Linked DNA regions of Ovis aries: all the other regions are linked to region 3. A link is a contact called in public Hi-C data. All regions are on one chromosome and are shown on one strand. Each heading gives the region's core, a stretch centred on a gene start, on an enhancer-like site or on the middle of the called end of the contact. The rest is flanking DNA. Distances are from core to core; before and after follow the strand shown.

Region 1 (3,696 bases), core at 1,135-3,634, 620 kb after region 3:
AAGACCTCTCAGCCTGCCCTACTGGTTAACCAGGCAAAATGATGGCCTCGAGGAAATAAGCTCTGGGTATTCTCGGGAAAATCACACCATCAATCCACACTCCAGTTTCTTCATCTGTGAGATTATAGAGTTGACTGTTCTCTAAAGCGTTTTCCAAATCTAAACCCTATACTCTTTTCTTTGGCAAAATAAGCTTTTGAAGAAATCTGGCTGCTTAACTCAGAGGAGCCAAAATGATGTTGCCCTAGTCCACGGGGGTCCTGTGGTACCGCACCCCTGCCTGGGGCTGGGGAGACTCTGAGAGGCCGTGGGGTGAGATCCTGGGAGGAAGCCAGCACTCTGCTCTCCCAGAGACAGAGGAGGGACCCAGGAGGCCCAGGTGGGAGGTTCCAGCTGACAGGCCGCCCCAGGGGAAGGTGGTGCCTCCGCCTGACCCTTTCTGCTGAGTCACCATCAAAGGCCTCGGGAGATGGTGCCCATCTCAGAAATGGCTGCTGACTCAGGGCTGCCTGAGGGGTCCAGGGATGACTGAGGGATGAGTCATGGCCCTCCCAGGCCTGCTCCTTGCACACTGACTACCTCTGAGTTCCCTGGAGTCTCAGGCTCCTAGAACAGCATGTCTCCAAACACCGGAGATGGGTGGAACCTTAGACACCATTTCACAGATGTCCTTCCCTGTCAGGTGACCTCCAGCTGGCCATGTTTTGGCTTTCTAGCTACTCTGATAAATCACCCCATTTTGGTGGCTTACCTCCCTCTCCGGTCTGACCTTAAAATCAAAGTCCATTTTGCATCCTCCGCCCTGGGCTTCAGTCACTCCAGGTCCTCAGGGCTCCTCGAGGCCACCTACGTTTTCCATTGTCAAGGTGATCTACCAGCAGGAGCTCCAGACCATGGATCGGGGAACCAGGGCTTCCTGTTTCTGTCCTCTGAGCAGCTGTGGGGCATTCAGCAAGTCACACTGTCCCTTTGGGCCACACAGGGGTTTAAGGATATTTCCTCCAAAACCCCTTTCAGTGGCAATTCGCGGGGATCAGACGAGAGCATTCAGACCAACAAGGACCTACTGTATAGCACAGGGAACTCTGCCTAATGTTACGTGGCAGCCTGGATGTGAGGGGAAGAATGGATAACATGTATATGCATGGCTGAGTCCCTTTGCTGTTCACTTGAAACTCACAGCATTGTTTATCGGCTATACCCTAATACAAAAAAAGCTTAAAAAAAAAAGAGATCTCCTGAAAGTCCCCTTTGGTTGTGGAAGTCAGTCATCCTGTGTCACAGAATTCCCGAACATGGTGAGTCTGGCTTGGCCTGGGCAAAGCCACGGCTACCCCCAAGTGCAGACTTTCCTTAGACGAGTTCTTCCTGTGGCTCTTGACCTCCTGCCCGTCCCCCTACCAGGAAGGTCCCTAGCCATAGCCTCCACAACCAGGCGTTCTCCTGAGGGTCCTGTTCCTTTCCTGAGCAGGTCTCAGTCCTGCTCTCCCAACCTAAACTAGACTGTCCCCTCGTCGTGCCGATCTCCTGGGGGGTCAGAGGAGCAACACGGGAGACCAGCTATGGCTTATTCTCCATCTGCATGATGAGCCTGTCATTTCTGCTTCCTAGCTGGACCTGCCTAACCAGACGGGCGCTGGGGTCACTGTGTGTGAGAGATGAGACAGACTCCTGCCGGTGAGGTGATGCTGAGGGTGGGCTGTTCTGTGGCGGATGTCACCTCTGTCCTGCAGAGGGGCCCCCAGGCGTCCCCCCCATCCACCCCCCAGGGCCTCTGCGGAAGGCCTTGTACCCCTGCCTCAGGCCTGGCCACACTTTGCCAAAGTTCCAGAATCTTCTTGGCCCCTTTGAACCAAACAGATGCTCTCTGAAAGAGAACAGGGTTGCCCTTTTGCCATATCCATTTCAGTCAGCTGGCATCTCATATTTCCCCTTTAAAAAATGAGCAACTTTTTCTGCTCATCCAGCAAGGCGGAGCAGTTTCTGTCATGGGTTTAGGCACCACCCTCACCTCTACAAAAGGAAAGAAAATCAATTATGTGTGTTGTAAACTAGCTTCCCCTGGGGTCCAGGCCCTACTCAGGCAGACCCTAGGGGAGAGAGGGTCTCCCTCTCCCTCTCTCCCCTTCCCCAGAGGGTGCGTTCCCAGCTGGGGAGGGGAGAAAGGAAGGCCTATTGTTCCCACCGGCCATGTGCTGGGTGTTCCCCCTGGGAGCCTGGAGATGCGATCATCTCCCGCCTGGTGTTCTGTTGGTTTTGTTTCTGGTCTTTTTTGCTGTGCCTCCTGGCCCAGGCCCCCCAGCCGCCCCCCACCCCTGTGCTGCACCGGTTCGTCCTGTCCTCTGTGTGCGCCTTTGATGTCCGGCTCAGTTCTGGGGGAGCGGAGGAACTTCTCCCACCTGCCAGACTCTGGAGGGAGTGGGGTGTTGTGGGGGGAGGGTAGGCAGAGCGAGTGAACAAAGGCATGTGGGGGGAGGGGTGCCAAGAAGGGAAGGGGCGGCTGCTCCCTGCCTGCCAGTGTTGGGATGGGGGACGCGGCAGGGCTGAGCCGACATCACCAACTTCTCGGGCCTTCGGAGCATCCTGCCTGCTGAGGCTCCGAGGCAGACTCCGGCAGGAGGAGCCAGGAAATTCTGGTCGGGTCCCGCCTCTGCCACCGTGTGACCCCGCGCGGCCCTGCGCCTCCCAGGGTGAGCCTCTCTGCCCCGAGTGGGGCAGTAACTCCCGCTCCGCCCTTCTGCTTCCTGGGCTGAGGGTGAGAGGCGCTAACACAGCCCTCTCCGAGAAGGCGCTGGGAGAAGCAAAAGGCCTTTGTGAGTCAGCGGTGGGAGTCGCTGCTGGGTGCTCACCCACGGTTTACCCGCCACCCCGGGTCACATAAGCATCTGGTGAGCTCGTGCTGCCCCCTAGAGGCCATACCGCTCCTCATACTTCACCTATTTCCAGTTATATTTTTATTTTCTCAAAACCATCAGAGAAATTAAGGATGAATATGTAATAACCCAGCGGTGGTTCTGAATTACTTTTATACCAGTGAAGTAACAAAATATATTTTAAAATATTTTTTTAATGGAGGCAGTGGCCCATGAGGGCAAAAGAGTACAAGGCAACCCTGGACCCAAGGTCTCAGGTGGCCTGTCCGAGCTCATCCTTCCTTGGGCGACTACCTGCTAGCTGGCTGCCCCTCCAAGCCGGTGGGGAGGCCTGACGGTGGCTACCTGCCAAGGCCTTTCCCCAAAGGGCCCATGTTTTCCCCCAAGATGATGGAGATAACATGGAGGAACAGATGGAGAAACCGAAGCAATTTGGCTGCTTTTCTTCAGGCTTTAAAAAGCCTTTGAAAATCCCCAAAGATTACAAAATGGCTTGATAAATACCTATCTTTCTCTTTGCTGATATTGAGACAGCACTAGTTGGCTTGGAGAGAAATTAGGGCTCCTGCATATTAACAATAATGGCTGCATTCCCTCTTTATGAGAAATGTTCTCACAGAGTGTGCAGTGCAGCCCCAGGTGGCAACTGCCCGTATTTTTAGATGAGGAATTTGGGGCCTAAAAAGGTCACATGCTGGTGAGAGGGGAACCATAGCTTGAGCCGGAAGATTCTGGCTTCAATCCCCCCAACTCCCCCACCCCCTGACACCCCCCGCTTTTGAGTGCTGGGCCCCACCCTTGCATGGCAGGGGAAACACTGCAA
Region 2 (3,639 bases), core at 519-3,018, 570 kb after region 3:
ACTACCATTTTCCAATGGCTCATGTAATATGGTTGGTTTGTTTTCATTCCAATTAAAGATGCAATTCATTAAAGAGTCTTTAACTTCATTAAAGCAAAGTTTTCTGTTAATGTTATCAAGCATTGATGGGGTTCTAATCGGACATTCTCAGCAGGCAGGAAAACAGCTTTCAAACGCTCTGATTTTGTGCGTTGAAGCAATGCTCATTTCTACACAAGGACTTTCATTTCTGTGATCTGTCCTGGTAAAATGTTTGTTTCTTTATGTTCAATCTAGTTTATTTGAGTCACATGTCTATGGGCTGAATAATATGTATAGAAGGATAATTTGTACAAGAGGGCAGTTGTATTTTTTGTATTCAATCTTCAAGGATTAGGAAAATTGTAAACCAATTAAGAATTCCCATCACCAGCAGTTTCTTAGCAGGAAATTACTTTTCATGGCATGTGGGAATTATCAAGAACATAATTTTCCCTTGAGATGGTATGTTGGTACACAAGAGGAGTGTTGGACAGGATATCCAGAGGAAGTGATAACTGGCCCACGAGTAAATGAGTCGCTATCGTCAAGGCTAGCTGACAGGAGACCAGGGCATATTTTCCTCATTTATCTTTTCATTTTTAAGGGTCCTGGAATTCAGGTACATCTTGATTGTTCAGGATAATAAAGAATAGGTGAGGCAGGGATAGAAAAGCCACAAATGGTGAGTAAAGTTAGAAAACTAGGGATTCGTTTTTTCCCTGTTTGTCTGCCTTTACACCGAGCTGTGTACTCTGGTTACCATGGTCTCGTGGTAACTCATGTCGCAGGTCACACCATATAAAATCACAGAGACAACGACGGGCAGGCCGAGAGGCCGGGCCGTGTTGTCTGAGTAATGCACACAGCCCAGGGTGTTGTTGGATGTGAGCCTGGGTGCACCGCGGCCTGATGAGCCCAACCCAAGAGCCTACAGACTGCCGTCTCACCTTTTCTCCTGCCTCCGCCTGCCCCCTAGTGGACGATTGTGGGAAAGCGTGGGAGTCCGCCTGAGGGTCTTTGTGGGGGCTGAGGAACGGCTGCCTGAGAGCTCGCCTCCCCAGCCGTGCTCTGGCCTCTGCCAGGCACTCTGTCAATTTCCTGGAGAATCGGGGCTCTGTGTGGGATGCTATGAAGCGTCCCCAGAACGAACACCGTCATTTCCTGTGTCATTTCCCCCATTTTCCTCTACCTCTGCCCACCTGGATACCCAGCTGGCCAGCACTTTCCCTTGTGCAATCCCCACATGAGACATGCTTTCTATACAGAGGACAAATTACTCTTCCTTTGGGTCCTGCAAACCGCAGAGAACTAACAGAATGGCGCTACTGAAGTCATTCCCACTGTAGGAGCCCCTTATGTCTCCCATATGTCCCTATACCCATTCATTTATTCGTCAGATACCTACTAGATGCCGAGCCCAGTGCCTGGCCTCTGAGACATAGAAGAAACTGGGCCAAGGTTCCTGCCTGGAGGAGCTCTGGGCGAGAGAAGGGACAGTTCATCCATCAATCGCCATGTGATGAGGCTCACGCCACTGAAAAGACGACTGCGCTATGCTGCAGGGCAAAGGCGGTGGGGGCAGAGGTTTTTGGATTTGTTGTGGATTCTCGTCACAGCAAGGTTAGCCCAACAACTGCTTTGTTCAAATGACTCAGAAAAGTAAATGAGGCTGGCACAGGCCGTCCTGACACCACACACCTCTCTAATACCCTGGCTATGCTGCATGTTTTCATCTCTGCCCAAGTCACAGTGATCTGACTGTCCCAGCCAGTGTGGATGCTGCTGAGAGGAGGCAGACAGCACCACGAGTTCTCTTAGATGACGCATTGCTTGATTTTCCCGCTGTGGCAGCCCTCAGCTCCTGCCAACACTCTGCTCTGCTTTGCTCACTTCAAGCCTCCCTTAATTTTTCTGAGGCCTGGGTTTTCCACATCGCTGATTCACAGAAATGGAAGACCTAGAAAGGAAAAAAAAAAAAAAAAGGTAATTATCTCAAATGACTCAGGAGCCCTCTTGGACCCTGTGATCTGTGCACAGACTTGCACTGTAAAAGCTGAGGGTAATAATATTGTCATCTGTGTGAGAAAAGCTGGAAGAAAAACAGATTAACATTCTTCTGAATTCCTGGCTCCTGGCAAAAACTAGTATAGCAAGGATGGATTCTCAGCCAGGGCCTGACAGCTAGATACCTCACCCAGAGGTGAAGGTACCTGTAAAGAACTCCAGAAGAAGACGCGTTCCTGGGACAACGGCCCCATGTGCTCATCTCTCTCTCTTTCTCTCTCTCTCTGATGCAGTAAATGTTTGTGGGATGAAACCTTTACTGAAACATTCCAGTCCGTCAGGCCCTGGAAGAAACAAACACACAGTGAGAAATGAAACCGGCAGGCCCTAGACCCCTCCATTTGAGATTCATGAACAAATAAGAGGAAATGATTTCCCTGCTACAAAACTGCTGAGAGAGATGACAGTCGAGGAAGGATAGAAATCAACTACGGGAGAGGAGGGGGTAGGGGGACAAATCCCCCGCCCCGCGGGGGGAGGGGAAGGGGGCGCAGAAGCACCTGCAGGTGCAAAGGGAGGCGCCATTGCGTCCCCAGCGGAGAAGGGCGGAGGTGCCTGTCGGCCGCGGACCTTTGCCAGATCTGCGCTGGGGTTGCAGTAACACAAACACATGGCGCTCCTGAGAAAGGGCCCCCCGTGATATTTCTGGCCCCAGCACAGCCCTCCCCACCTCCCTACAAAAGAGAGCTGGCACGAGTCCCCGGGGGGGGGGGGGGGGCGGAGCTGGTGGCTGCCTGAGTAGAAGAGGTTAAGAAGGCAGAACGGAAGACCTCCGGGAACTGACCCCAAATCCTTCCTTTTCCCTGAGGCGGTTGCGGCCTGAGCTAAGGGAAGTTACACATAGCGATAAATGTTGTGCAGTTACGCAAATTTTGTATTAGTCTAAAGAAACTGGTACATTCAAATTATCCTTCTATGCCCTAGCTTTGGGCTCCAGTAAATCCTCATACTTCCTGCATTTCTGCTTTTCTTCCATGTACCCTTAATAGCACCCGAAATTCATTCATTTCAGGTCAACAAATACTGACTGAATGCCAACTCCACTCTTTGCTGGGTCATACTGGGTGCCATGAACACAATGTCAGCAAAAATCGACACAGTCCCTGCCCTCATGGAACTTACAGGATAGAAAAGGAGATGACCTTGATGAAATAACCACACAAACCAACGCAACATTGCAATGTGTGGTTATTTATTTGATCAAGGTCATCTCCTTTTCTATTGTGTAAGTAATAAGGGGTTTGATTTAATAAGGGATGTCAGGGAAATCTCTGAGGAATTGGTGAGTGACATGAAACCTGAAGGAATAGGATTAACTAGGGCAAGAGGGTCTGTGCCTCTCTGTGGTGGGATGGTACTTGTGCCTTCAAGGTCGTGAAAGACGTGAGTGTGAACAGAGCACAGAGAGGGATGGGTACAGGATGTAGGACAAGGCTGGACTAGAGCCAGACCATGCACAGGGAGCCACTGAAGTGTTTAAGTGGACAGGCGATGGGGTCAAATGTGCATTTTAGAAAGATTGCTTTGGCTACAAGAGCTTGGAAAGAAGAGCAC
Region 3 (3,801 bases), core at 68-2,567:
ACCTGCTGAGTTATTAACGATTATAGCTAAACCTGGTAAAATACAGCCCGGATTAGGGAATCCAATACAGTGTAAGAAGAACTTCCTAAGTGCGATATCCAGGAAAAAGTTAAGTCTCAAGTGTTTCTAGTTCAGAATACTTGAAAACCGTAATCTTCCTATAACTAGTCCATGATGAGATTTCTGATGATTATAGAATGAGAACTCTAGCTCAACAAAATCACGATTCAGACTTCAAATTTCATTCTTCAGGGTACTATCACACTAACTACAAGTCATTCCGAGACTCCACGTGTAGTCCCAAACCAGAGTTCACACGCTGACGTGGCTGTTCTCTGAAATCAAGGCAATGCACAGTGCGGTCAGTGAACCATGTTAACTGCACGCTAGGTTTTATAAAGTCAGGAGAGAAAATATATCTGGATTTGCCCAACAACAGTGCAAAAATGTAGGGGAGAGGAAATTGACATTTGGAATCCCTAAACTCTAAAAACAACCTTGGCCAAGGTTGTAAAGTTTTTCCATTCAAGTAAGAATTCTAGAATTGCTCTAACAGAATTATTAAAAAGTTTAAACACAGTAGAGCTTGGGGCCTTGGCACTGGTTCAGCTTCTTTCGGAAAATAATGTTCTGTGTGAACCGGTTCTAAAGCTACATTTACAATTCGGTGCGATTGTTTATGTCTCTAACCTAATTCATGAGTTTCTCCAAAGCAAGTAAAAAGTTTAAGATCCCATTACAGCAAACGATAGTTATACCGGGCGAGGGGGCTGGGGGAGAACAGGCGATATGCCTGTTAGCATCACAAGATCTTAACCCGGGTGTTGGTTGAAATACAGATTTGAGGCCGCCATCCCAGAACCAGTAACTCACAATCCGCAGACCTGAGGCCCGGGAACGAGCTAGCCTACTTTTCCAACGTGCTATAATGACTTTCCTGGGATGCCACCCACCACGACCCCGGACAGATCACGGAGGCCCACAGAGGCTGCGTGCAGCCCCCGAGTCCAGGGGGAGCTGGGGGACAGCACAGGCTCCGGCGCACGCCTCGCCCTCTGCACGGCCTTGCCACGTCCCCGCCCAGCCCAGCCCAGCCCAGCCCAGCCCGTCTCGCTCCAAGCGCTCACATATGGGGATGGCGGACACGATGAAGGCGTTCCCGAAGAAAAGCGCCGAGGACTTGGCCGAGAGGTTGCGGCTGAAATCCTGCAGGAGCAGGTCCTCCTCGGACTGCTGCTTGGGCCCGCCTTTGGGAGCCATGGTGGAATCGGAGCCGCGGGACGGGCACGGAACCGGGCGCAAAGCGGGGAAAAAGCCGCGGTCACCGCCTCTACAGCCACCGTATCCGCTAACGACCAGTCAGCGCAGCGCGAGGAGGCGGGACCCGGCCTGGGCTTGGAACAAACATCCGCAGGATTGGCCAGTCTGGCGCCACTTTGGAGGTTTCTCCGGCGTGATTAGACAAGCGGGCCAGACTTCCGGATTCCTAGCCGACCACGTGATTCGTCACTTTCTAGGAGGAAGCCGGGACTTGTAGTTTAGTGGGCGCTATTAACAAAACTTTATTAACATTCTATTTCAAAGATGCTGATAGACTCATGCTTTCCAAGCCCTGGAAATCCCAAAACATGAAGCTCTTCGTCTTATGGTCATTCATTCATGGAACGTATGGTTTAACTGGCTCTGTGGGTACCCAGAAGCAGAAGCTATTAAGAGATAACAAGAATACACAGAACTATACAAAAGAGCTCTTAATGACCCAGATAACCATGATGGTGTGATCACTCACCTAGAGCCAGACATGCTGGAGTGTGAAGTCAAGTGGGCCTTTGGAAGCATCACTACCAACAAAGCTAGTGGAGGTGATGGAAGTCCAGCTGAGCTATTTCAAAGCCTAAAAGATGATGCTGTTAAATAAAGTGCCACACTGGAAATGCCAGGAAATTTGGAAAACTCTGCTGTGGCCACATAATTGGAAAAGGTCAGTTTTCATTCCAATCCCAAAGAAAAGACAATGCCAAAGAATGTTCAAACTACTGTACCATTGCGCTTATTTCACATGCCAGCAAAGTAATGCTCAGAATTCTCCAAACTAGATTTAAACAGTACCTGAATGGAGAACTCCCAGATTTTTCAAGTGGGATTTAGAAAAGGCAGAGGAACCAGAGACCAAATTGCCAACATCCGTTGGCTCATAGAAAAAGCAAGAAAATTTCAGAAAAACATCAACTACTTCGTTGACTCTACTAAAGCCTTTGATTGTGTTCACTTCAGTTCCGTCATTTATCATGTCCGACTCTTTGTGACCCCATGGACTGCAGTACACCAGGCTTCCCTGTCCATCACCAACTCCTGGAGCTTACTCAACTCATGTCCATTGAGTCGGTGATGCCATCCAACCATCTCATCCTCTGTTATCCGCTTCTCCTCCCGCCTTCAATCTTTCCCAGCATCAGGGTCTTTTCCAATGAGTCTGCTCTTCTATTCAGGCGGCCAAAGTATTGGAGTTTCAGCTTCAGCATCAGCCCTTCCAATGAATATTCAGGACTGATTTCCTTCAGAATGGAATGGTTGGATCTCCTTGTTGTCCAAGGGACTCTCAAGAGTCTTCTCCAACACCACAGTTCAAAAGCATCAATTCTTCAGCACTCAGCTTTCTTTATAGTCCAAGTCTCACATCCATACATGACTACTGGAAAAACCAAAGCTTTGACTAGATGGACCTTTGTTGGAAATGTAATGTCTCTGCTTTTTAATATGCTGTTTATGTTGGTCTTAGCTTTTCTTCCAAGGAGCAAGGGTCTTTTAATTTCATGGCTGTGGTCACTATCTGCCGTGATTTTGGAGCACAAAAAAATAAAATCAGCCACTGTTTCCATTGTTTCCCCATCCATTTGCCATGAAGTGATGGGACCAGATGGCATGATCTTAGTTTTTTGAATGTTGAGTTTTAAGCAGACTTTTCCACCCTCCTCTTTCACTTTCATCTAGAGGCTCTTTAGATCTTCGCTATCTGCCATAAGGGTGGTGTCATCTGCATATGTGAGGTTATTGATATTTCTCCCTGCAATCTTGATTCCAGCTCATGCTTCATCCAGTCCAGCATTTCTCATGATGTACGCTGCCTATAAGTTAAATAAGCAGGATGACAACATACACCCTTAACGTTCTCCTTTCCCAATTTGGAAATGGTCTATTGTTCCATGTCCAGTTCTAACTGTTGCTTCTTAACCTGCATACAGATTTCTCAGGAGGAGGTCAGGTGGTCTGGGATACCCATCTCTTTAAGAATTTTCCACAGTTTATTGTGATCCACACAATCAAAGGCTTTGGCATAGTCAATAATGCAGAAGTAGATGTTTTTCTGGAACTCTGGCTTTTTTGATGATCCAATGGATGTTGGCAATTTGATCTCTGATTCCTCTGCCTTTTCTAAATCCAGCTTGAAAATCTGGAAGTTCACGGTTCATGTACAGTTGAAGCCTGGCTTGGAGAATTTCAAACATTATTTTGCTAGCATGTGAGATGAGTGCAATTGTGCGGTAGTTTGAGCATTCTTTGGCATTGCCCTTCTTTGGGATTGGAATGAAAACTGACCTTTCCAGTCCTGTGGCCACTGTTGAGTTTTCCAAATTTGCTGGCATATTGAATGTGGCACTTTCACAGCATCATCTTTTAGGATTTGAAATAGCTCAACTGGAATTCCATCACCTCCACTAGCTTTGTTGGTAGTGATGCTTCCTAAGGCCCACTTGACTTTGCGTTCATATTCGACTGTGTGGATCACAACAAACCGCAAAA

Evidence for each region. A called contact is a pair of places that touch in the nucleus more often than the background predicts.
Region 1: a Hi-C map of tail adipose tissue shows a contact between it and region 3, with 6 times the contacts expected there. The contact joins the enhancer-like site here to the promoter of SSR3 in region 3. A contact is called at or near these places in 6 of 16 Hi-C or Micro-C datasets (blood, hypothalamus, liver and 3 more).
Region 2: a Hi-C map of hypothalamus shows a contact between it and region 3, with 3 times the contacts expected there. The contact joins the enhancer-like site here to the promoter of SSR3 in region 3. A contact is called at or near these places in 3 of 16 Hi-C or Micro-C datasets (hypothalamus, liver and muscle).

Annotation. Positions count from the first base shown.
Region 1 is chr1:231,199,624-231,203,319 of ARS-UI_Ramb_v3.0, reverse strand. The region is part of intron 1 of LOC132657285 (a long non-coding RNA gene); the gene reads left to right. Among named protein-coding and RNA genes, the nearest start is that of CCNL1, 34 kb to the right of the region's middle. Within about 2 kb of position 2,384, at least 36 of the 54 cell types and tissues checked have an H3K27ac peak or open chromatin away from gene starts, as enhancers often do. A contact at or near this core is called in hypothalamus, liver and tail adipose tissue, where this site is marked.
Region 2 is chr1:231,250,285-231,253,923 of ARS-UI_Ramb_v3.0, reverse strand. No RefSeq gene overlaps it. Among named protein-coding and RNA genes, the nearest start is that of CCNL1, 84 kb to the right of the region's middle. Within about 2 kb of position 1,768, at least 34 of the 54 cell types and tissues checked have an H3K27ac peak or open chromatin away from gene starts, as enhancers often do. A contact at or near this core is called in hypothalamus and liver, where this site is marked.
Region 3 is chr1:231,816,111-231,819,911 of ARS-UI_Ramb_v3.0, reverse strand. SSR3 (signal sequence receptor subunit 3) reads right to left here and starts at 1,317. Exons shown (of 5, transcript XM_004003224.5): 1 at 1,128-1,317. The coding sequence starts at 1,260.